Linked DNA regions of Pan troglodytes: region 2 is linked to region 1. Evidence: chromatin contacts called from public HiChIP or PLAC-seq data. All regions are on one chromosome and are shown on one strand. Each heading gives the region's core, a stretch centred on a gene start, on an enhancer-like site or on the middle of the called end of the contact. The rest is flanking DNA. Distances are from core to core; before and after follow the strand shown. Region 1 holds the start of SYDE1 (synapse defective Rho GTPase homolog 1). Region 2 holds the start of AKAP8 (A-kinase anchoring protein 8).

The links. HiChIP or PLAC-seq counts read pairs in DNA pulled down with a chosen protein or histone mark.
Region 2: an H3K4me3 HiChIP or PLAC-seq map of stem cell-derived excitatory neurons shows a contact between it and region 1, with 2.8 times the contacts expected there. The contact joins the promoter of AKAP8 here to the promoter of SYDE1 in region 1. A contact is called at or near these places in 1 of 7 Hi-C or Micro-C datasets (stem cell-derived neural progenitor cells) and 1 of 1 datasets of contacts at active chromatin or transcription factors (stem cell-derived excitatory neurons).

What each region holds. Positions count from the first base shown.
Region 1 is chr20:17,797,351-17,801,505 of NHGRI_mPanTro3-v2.0_pri, forward strand. SYDE1 (synapse defective Rho GTPase homolog 1) reads left to right here and starts at 2,343. Exons shown (of 8, transcript XM_003316162.6): 1 at 2,343-2,510; 2 at 4,047-4,155. The coding sequence starts at 2,423.
Region 2 is chr20:18,069,881-18,074,182 of NHGRI_mPanTro3-v2.0_pri, forward strand. It overlaps AKAP8 (A-kinase anchoring protein 8), which reads right to left and starts at 2,790. Exons shown (of 14, transcript XM_016935347.3): 1 at 2,521-2,790. The coding sequence starts at 2,539. It overlaps AKAP8L (A-kinase anchoring protein 8 like), which reads right to left. Exons shown (of 14, transcript XR_010153740.1): 13 at 3,331-4,302; 14 at 2,864-3,244.

The DNA.
Region 1 (4,155 bases), core at 1,093-3,592:
CTGGGTCAGAAGAGATGCAACTTCTTCCTTGTTCACTTTTAGAGGGCTGGGTGGCTGTCTAAGAAGCCTGACTACCCCAAGACCACCATGCTGGAAGGAAACCCGAACCACACGGAGAGGCCTGTGTAGCTACCCTGGTCCACAGCCCCAGCAACAGCTGACATCAATTGCAAGACCTCTGAGTGAAGACACCTCCAGATGATTCAGGACCCTGCCATTTTTTAGTCACCCCCTAGCCTAAGTCTCCCCTGTCCAAACTGAACCACAGCATCTGTGAGCATCATGTAAACCAAAAGGTATCTCAGATAAGTCTCAATAAATTTAGAAAGCTTATTTTGCCAAGGTTAAGGACATGCCTGTGACACAGACTTAGAAGCTCCTGACAACATAAACTAGGGTAGTCAGGGCCACTACCTTGATTCACGTCTGTAATCCTAGCTACTTGGTAGGCCAAGGCGGGCAGATCACTTGAGACCAGGAGGGTTTTTTGTTTTGTTTTGTTTTGTTTTTTTGTTTTTTTGAGACGGAATTTCACTCTTATTGCCCAGGCTGGAATGCAATGACACAATATTGGCTCCCTGCAACCTCCGCCTCCCGGGTTCAAGAGATTCTCCTGCCTCAGCCTCCCGAGTAGCTGGGATTATAGGCATGCACCACCACCCCCAGCTAATTTTGTGTTTTTAGTAGAGAAGGGGTTTCCCCATGCTGGTCAGGCTGGTCTCGAACTCCCAACCTCAGGTGATCCGCCCGCCTTGGCCTCCCACAGTGCTGGGATTAGAGGCGTGAGCCACCGCACCCAGCCGAGCCCAGGAGTTTGAGACCAGTCTGGGCAACATGATGAGACTCTATCTCTACAAAAAGTAGGGAAATTAGCCAGGTATGGTGACACATGCCTGTAGTCCCACTTGCTCGGGAGGCTGAGGCAGGAGCATCACTTGAGCCCAAGAGGTTGAGACTGCAGTGAGCTGTGGTGGTACCACTGCACTCCAGCTTGGTCTAGTTTTATATATTTTAGGGAGACATGAGACAGCAATCAATATATGTAAGATGCACATGGGTTTGGTCTGGGAAGGCAGGACAACTCAAAAGTAGGGAGAAGGCTTCCAGGTTATAGGTAGATAGGAGAGAAACAATTGCATTCTTTCGAGTTTCTGACTAGCCTTTCTGAATATGCAATTTACAGAGATAGTCACTTATGCCTTAGTCTGGCTTAGTGAAACAAATAGGTAAGGAAGCGATCAGATATGTGTTTGTCTCATGTGAGCAGAGGGACAATTTTGAGTTCTGCCTGTCCTTCATCCATAAGGAATTTCCTTGTAGGCAAATTGTGGGGGAGGTATGTAGCTTTTTTTTTTCTTTTCTTTTCTTCTTTTTTTTTTTAGATGGCATCTTGCTCTGATGACCAGGCTAGAGTGCAGTGGCACAATTTTGATTCACTGCAACCTCCACCTCCCGTGTTCAAGCAATTTTCCTGCCTCAGCCTCCCAAATAGCTGGGATTACCAGTGCCCACCCACCATGCCTGGCCAATTTTTTTTTTCTTTTTCATATTTTTAGTAGAGATGGAGTTTCACCATGTTGGCCAGCCTGGTTTCGAACTCCTGACCTCAAGTGATCCATCGCCTCAGCCTCCCAAAGTGCTAGGATTACAGGAGTGAGCCACCGCGCCCAGCTAGCTTTTTTAACCTTGTAGCTATCTTACTTAGGAATAGAATGGGAGGCAGGTTTGTCCTACACAGTTACCAGTTTGACTTCTTCCTTTTGGCTCAGTGATTTGGAGGTCTCAAGATTTATTTTCCTTTCACAATCACGACATGGTTGTTTTACATCATTACGTTTGGGGATGGTTTGTCAAACAGCAGTAGTAATTGGAATTTGGAGGTGAGAGAATTGAGTGGGGAAAGAGTGGCATGGGGAGACCAAGGAAGAAGCTTGGGGTGGGGTGGGTAGTGGGGACGGTCATTGAAACGAATGACACTACGGCTTGCACCAGGTTGAAGCAGTACCTGGCAAGGAGAGAGGGGATACGTGGAGGCTGCGATTTGGAGACAGACCCAAGAGAACTTCCTGGATGCCATCACCCAGAGTCCCATCCAGGGAGGGTGGGTGAGGTGGAAGACAAGGGATCGGGCCTGCGCCACGATCGTCGCGTCCCATCGAAGCTGGAGCGGATCCGGGCACCCGGAGCCCCCATTCCAACCCCTCCCGGCCCCAGGCAACTACATCTCCCAGCATCGCCCGCTCGGGCCGCGGGAAAGGGGAAAAAAAAAAAAAAAAGTTTGGGCCAAGCATTCCCGGAATGTGCTTCCTGCTGGCGCGGGGCGGGGGGCGGGCGGGGAGGCCCGGGCGGGGCGGGGAGGGCGCGGGGCGGCGCGGCCGGAGCCCGGGGCGCGCACTCGGCTCGGCCCGGCCCGGGCCGCAGCATGGCCGAGCCGCTACTCAGGAAAACCTTCTCCCGCCTGCGGGGCCGGGAGAAACTTCCCCGGAAAAAGTCGGACGCCAAGGAGCGCGGTAAGCGGAGATCGGTGGGGAAGAGGGGGCGCCAAGCCCCACCCGGCCTGGGAGCGGGGTCCCAGGGCCCCGAGGACAGACGGTAGGGGGGATCAGGGGGAGCCCCCCGCACCCCGCTGCAGACTGGGGTGCCTCCAGCCAGGGGAGGGTAGGGGTCCTGGAAGGAAGGGGCTGGGAGGGAGGGGGGCGCGGACCGTTATGTGCAGCTGGCCGGGGATGCCAGCGCTGCGGGCTCCTTGGGAGGCCCGGGAGGGGGCCTCGCCCACGACAGGAAATGGGGCCGCGACTGAGGGCCTGGAGGGTGGAGGGGAGGAGGGGCTGGGAGGCCGGGACACTGGGGCCCAGTCGGGCTGGGCAAGGGGCATCGGGAGCCCTGGAGGCGCAGGATGGGAGATGGGAGGCGTACTCCTGCAAAGGAAAGAGAGGGGCGGCCCGTCAATCAGAGTAGCTGCCCCCTCCGCCTCCCACCTACTAACAGTGACGGCAACTGCGCCTGCCTTAGCCCCAGGAAACTGTCCCTTTTATACAGATGGGGAAACTGAGGCACGGAGCAATTGGGTCATGTGCCCAGGGCCAGTGACTTAAACAGCTCTTTGGACTATGCTACAAACAGAGACCCTAGAGGGTGGACATCGGAGGTGGCCAGAGGAGGAGTTCAGCAGGGTAGCAAGTAAAAACCTTAGAGAAACAGCTGCGTGGGATAGGGGGACCCAGGAAGGAAGGAGTTAAAGGAGGAAGACCAGACCATTCCATGGACGTACCCCTTCCCCCCAGGCCTTCCCAAAGATTCCCAATGTTCCCAGGGAAGGGAGAAGGGACAGAGATGCCCAAACACAAACACACACAGGAAACAGCCCAGGACATGAGAGACAGGAGAGGAGGGAGGGAAGGGGAAGTCCCAAGGCATTGAGCGTGGGGGGTCTGGCCTGGGCTGAGGGACAAGGGCCCATCCCAGGATGGCGACAGAGTTTGGAAGACAGGAGGGAGGGTAAAAGGGGCAGGGGACTGGGAGTGACTGTGCTGCAGGGAATAGAGAACCCAGCTCCTCACTCCTGAGCACGTAGTGCCTGCTGTGGGCTGTATACTTTTCCAAAAGGCTCCTGGAAGCCTCCCTGGACATGGAAATCACATCCCCCCATTTCACAGGAGGATACTGAGCCTCAGAGAGGGAAGCGACTTGCCCAAGGCCACACAGGTGCAAAGCTCCATGCCACGGTTATTGAGAGGGGAGAGGAAGTGGAGACTGGAACGCAGTACCTACGGGCCCCAGGAAGCCTGACTTAGAACCCTGAGGCTGCAGGGATGGAGTCCCCTTTTGGGATGCCAGGGACTGAGTAGGGGGTGCTCTAAGCTGATAACCGAGATCACTAGCCTGTGGCTGCCTATTCCAAACAAAACAGCAGGATCCAAGGAACCATGACTTATCAGGGGCCGGCCAGGGCCGTACACAGCATCCCACCCACTGATCAATTGCACAGGGCTGCTCTGCAGGCAGTGAGGGGCTGGGTGGGTCTCACTCCCCTTGCTCTCCGCCAGGCCGCCCAGCCCAGCGCCCAGAGCCCAGCCCTCCAGAGCCAGAGCCCCAGGCTCCCGAAGGGTCCCAGGCCGGAGCAGAGGGGCCCTCCAGCCCCGAGGCATCAAGGAG
Region 2 (4,302 bases), core at 1,540-4,039, 270 kb after region 1:
CCTGGCTGAGATCAAAGCAGAAAAAGAAGGGTGGGAAGTGGGCTTGGAAGTCAGCTCCGCCCTGCAGAGGGACCTTGGCCAAGGACCTCACCTCTCCAAGATTTCATCCACAACTGAGGCTAACACAAGACAATCCACTCAGCATGAGGACACGTTCCCCCACCCACCACACAGCTAGGAAACCAGTTCAGAGTGCCATCACAAGTACTTCGTAACTGAAAACAAGCATGGGAATTTAGTGACATAAATTGCATCTTTCTAAGCTGCACTTCCTGCCACTTTTTTTTTTTTGAGGCGGGGTCTTGCTCTGTTGCCCAGGTTAGAGCGCAGTGCCGCGATCTCGGCTCACTGCAAGCTCCGCCTCCTGGGTTCACGCCATTCTCCTGCCTCAGTCTCCCGAGTAGCTGGGACTACAGGCGCCTGCCACCACGCCCGCCTAATTTTTTGTGTTTTTAGTAGAGACGGGGTTTCACCGTGTCAGCCAGGATGGTCTCGATCTCCTGACCTCGTGATCCGCCAGCCTCTGCCTCCCAAAGTGCTGGGATTACAGGCGTGAGTCACCGCGCCCGGCCCTTCCTGCCACTTTTAAGGCCTCCACGGATCCCCTGGACCTTTAAGTCCCAGAGCCTTCGCCTGGCCCTAAGGCATCAGACAGCACTCTTCACCCCTCCACACACCCCGCCCACTATGGCATCTGTCTGGTCCCTCCAGGAAGGAGAATGGGAACTGTGTTCTCTTTATTTCTGTGTCCCTGGGGCCCAGCACTGAGCTGCGCGTGGGTGGCCATCATGCCTGTTAAATGACTTCACTTTGATGAGGCAGGAACATATCCATGTCTCCCTCACCAGAACAACCCCCCCGCCCCTGGCTAAGTGCCTAGTGCGTGCCGATACACCGCAAGCACCCAGCAAACCCTGTTGTCCGGAATGCCATTCAGAGACAAGGGAGCTAGGCTCATGGGTTACGAGACTTGACCCAGTCATACTGCTGAGTTTTGCCCTCTTGCTATGCTACGCCTTCCCCTCCGTCATACCGCAAAACCTTCTAAATTCGCATCCGTGCAGCAGAAAGGCAGACTGCAGATTCTAACAGCAAGTAACCAACCTCGAGAGACTGCTTCTCTGTGAAGCTCTAGTGTAAGTGGCACGCACTATTAACCTTAAAACGCTCCCGGAAGCACAAGAAATCAGGGAAGCTTAACTATCTCCACTGTGTCTGAAAGGTTTTCGGCAGGTAGGAAGAGGGGGTAAAAAAAAAAAACCTCTCCAAACTAAGAATGAAAAGGAGGAATACAATACCTGCAGAAAAGATCTGATGGGAAAGAAGGGAAAGAATGGTGAAATCTACCCAGGCTGCGGAAGACCAGGAGAGCCAGGCTGAGCCTTCGCTAGGACCCGGAAGACACCAAAGCACACCGCGCACACTGCCGCCTCAGGACCGAAACCTCTCTGCAATTTCTGGTGCTGGGCTACTTTTGCCCTGCCACTTCTCAAGATCGACAACTTCTCGAGCTCCTGCAGCCAGGATCAGACCACTAGCTTCTCTACAACCAGTCGAGCTCCACCCAGCATGTCCCAACTATCCCCTGTGGGCAAACTTTGCTCCCAGAAGGCTCTGATTCCAGAAGCAGGGAGCAGGCAGCTCGAGAAGATCGGCCCTACTGCAGGCCAAGCGCTAAATCCTAGTGGGGAAAGGACACGTTCCCTCCTGCACAGCTCCTCGGCCCCTCCAGGCCACCACAACAGACTGCCTAAAGGAGAACTGCCAATGTCACCAGCCCCAGGGCACATCAGGTTTCCAGCTTTGTACGAACACTCAGCATCTGCCCCTCACCATCCTGTCCCAAGCCAGCACGCGCCGGGTACAGAGCTGGAGCCCGGCGAGGCCGACTCTCGCGCCGGCAGCACTCGGCCCCAACGCGCTGCACCGGGGACTAAAGGCCCGACCCCGCGCAGCCCGACGGCTTCCGGGACAGGCGCCCTGGGCCACGTGAGCCCAGCGGAGACCCTACACGGCCCCGCGGGCCTAGGGCAGGTCGGGAGAGAGGCGGCCCCCGCGGTCCGCCCGCGGCCCCAGACCCAGCTCCCCGGGTCCGACCTCACAACCCCACGCTGTAGCTCCGCCCCCCTAGCGCCGCCATTTTGTGGCGTCTTCGGAAGAGGAAGCCGGGAGTGCAAACCCCGGGGTCGCTGGGGGCCGGAAGGACTCCGCCGAAGGTGAGGGGCAAAAACGGCCCACACTGTCCAAGACGGCCCCACGAAGCCCACCGCGGCGTCTGCCCCAACCCCGAGTCCCGCCCGCCTCCTCGGGGCCTGGCGGCCAATCCGCACGCAGCGCCCCGGGAGCGACGGCGCCAAAGCCCAATGAGCGGCGCGCGCGCGCCCTGGCCGCCTCTCCGGAGGGCCCAGCTGCGGCAACCACGCTCGGGACGAAGGCCCGGCCCGCGGCAGTCTGCGCAGCGGCTGCGCCGCCCGCACAGAGCCTTCCCTCCCCGCTCCGCACCCAGCAGCCAACACAAACCTCCGTAGCCCTGGTCCATGTCTTCGACGCGGCCCACCAGCAGCCCCTTTTACTAGGCGACCACAGCACGCATGCGTTCAGCGCACCTCCGCCATCGACTACTGGAAGACCAGGCGCACACGTCACTACTTCCGCGCGCCCCCATTGGCTGGTCTTCACGAGGGCCCGCCCTCGCCGTCCCAGCTGGCCTTTCGGGCTGCTAAGATCCAGCTCCGTGGCCTGATGGGAGTTGTGGTCCCACCGCCGTGCCCGACGGCCCGGCCCGCGCGCATGCGCACCCCGCCCCTCCGCCCACCCCCGCCCCGCCCCGCCCGCGCGGCACAGTAACAGAGAAACCCGGAGGTAGGATGGGAAAACTTTATTAGGTTTGGTTTCCAGCTTCGGCCACGCGGGCCCCGCCCGCCCCGAGCTCGGGTCACGGGGCGCCCCCGCCGCCCTCCTCGTCGTCCTCCACGTCGAGGCCCGGGATGCCGCGGATCTGGCGTTGCAGCGCCCCTCCCAGCAAGGGCACGGCGCCCTCCTCCTCCTCCTCTGGGGGCGGCGGCGGTGGCGGCGACACGGCCCCGGGGGCTGGCTCTGGGGGCACGGGAGGCTGCGCCGGCACGCCCTCTGCGCCCTCCGAGATCCCTGCCGCTTCGCCCGGCGCCCCCTCGTCCAGGGCACCGCCCTCAGCCTCCTCCTGCTCCTTCTCCTCCTCGGGGCTGTCGGTGAAAGGGTTCTCGCCCTGTGGGGAGGGGCGCGGACACTGAAGGGAGGGAGCACAGGCGGGGACTAAGCTGGGGACAGGGCAGGCCTGGACCAGTGCCTCACCTTCAGGTAGCGCTCCAGCTTCTTGCTGATGAGCTTGTTGTTGAGAATACTGCGGGCCACCATGAGGGAGGACTTCTTGGACTGCTCCATCATGAGCTGCGGGCAGGGCAAAAGGAGCTGGAGAGGCTGCTCTGAGTGCCCTACAAGTTCCTGCCCCAACCCTGCCAGCTTAGAGGGACCCCACCCCGCCCCCGCACCCACGCACTTCCAGCCCCACCAACAGAGGGCCACTCCACAAGCATGGAACCACAACCTATCTGATCTTTGTTCAAATTCCCTCTCCTTCCACACCACACTTACTGTAGGTAAATAAAAATACAGATCTATATATCTCTATCTTTACGGCTGTATTACAGAAATCTGATTTGCTTACAAAAAAGCTATAAGCAGTGAACAATTAAGAAACTAAGAGCCAAAGGTGCAACCTGTAACAAGGTGCCAACTAGGCTAATAGGCAAGGAGCACTTTGGGGCCAACGGGGAAGATATAAAAACAGGAACAGATATTTAATGAAACGTCTTTTTTAACCCACAGAATTCCAAGAATGAAGAATTATTCCCAGTCATGCAAGGGTGAAGAGAGTCTTCTCTGCTGGTGGGAGGATCAACTGTTTCCGTATTTTTTGGAAAGCAGTTTGACACAATGTATGAAAAGTAAAAATCTGTCTCATTAATCCCTTCCCAGAACGTATCCTAAATTTAAGAACTGGAAACATGCGTGCACACTGATTGTAGTGGTGAAAAATGGGAAAACACCTAAACGTTCCTCAGTGCAGAAGAGGTTAAATAAATCGTACATTCAAAAGAACATCATGCAGCCCTTCAAATCGGGCTCATCTCTGCACTGGCATAAGAAAGGTGTATAATATAGTACTGTCTGCAGAGCATGCCAGAGCCATTTTGTCTGGAAGGATTTCCATCAATATGCTGGGCCATCTCCTCATGGTGGGAGTACAGGCAAATCTCACTTTGA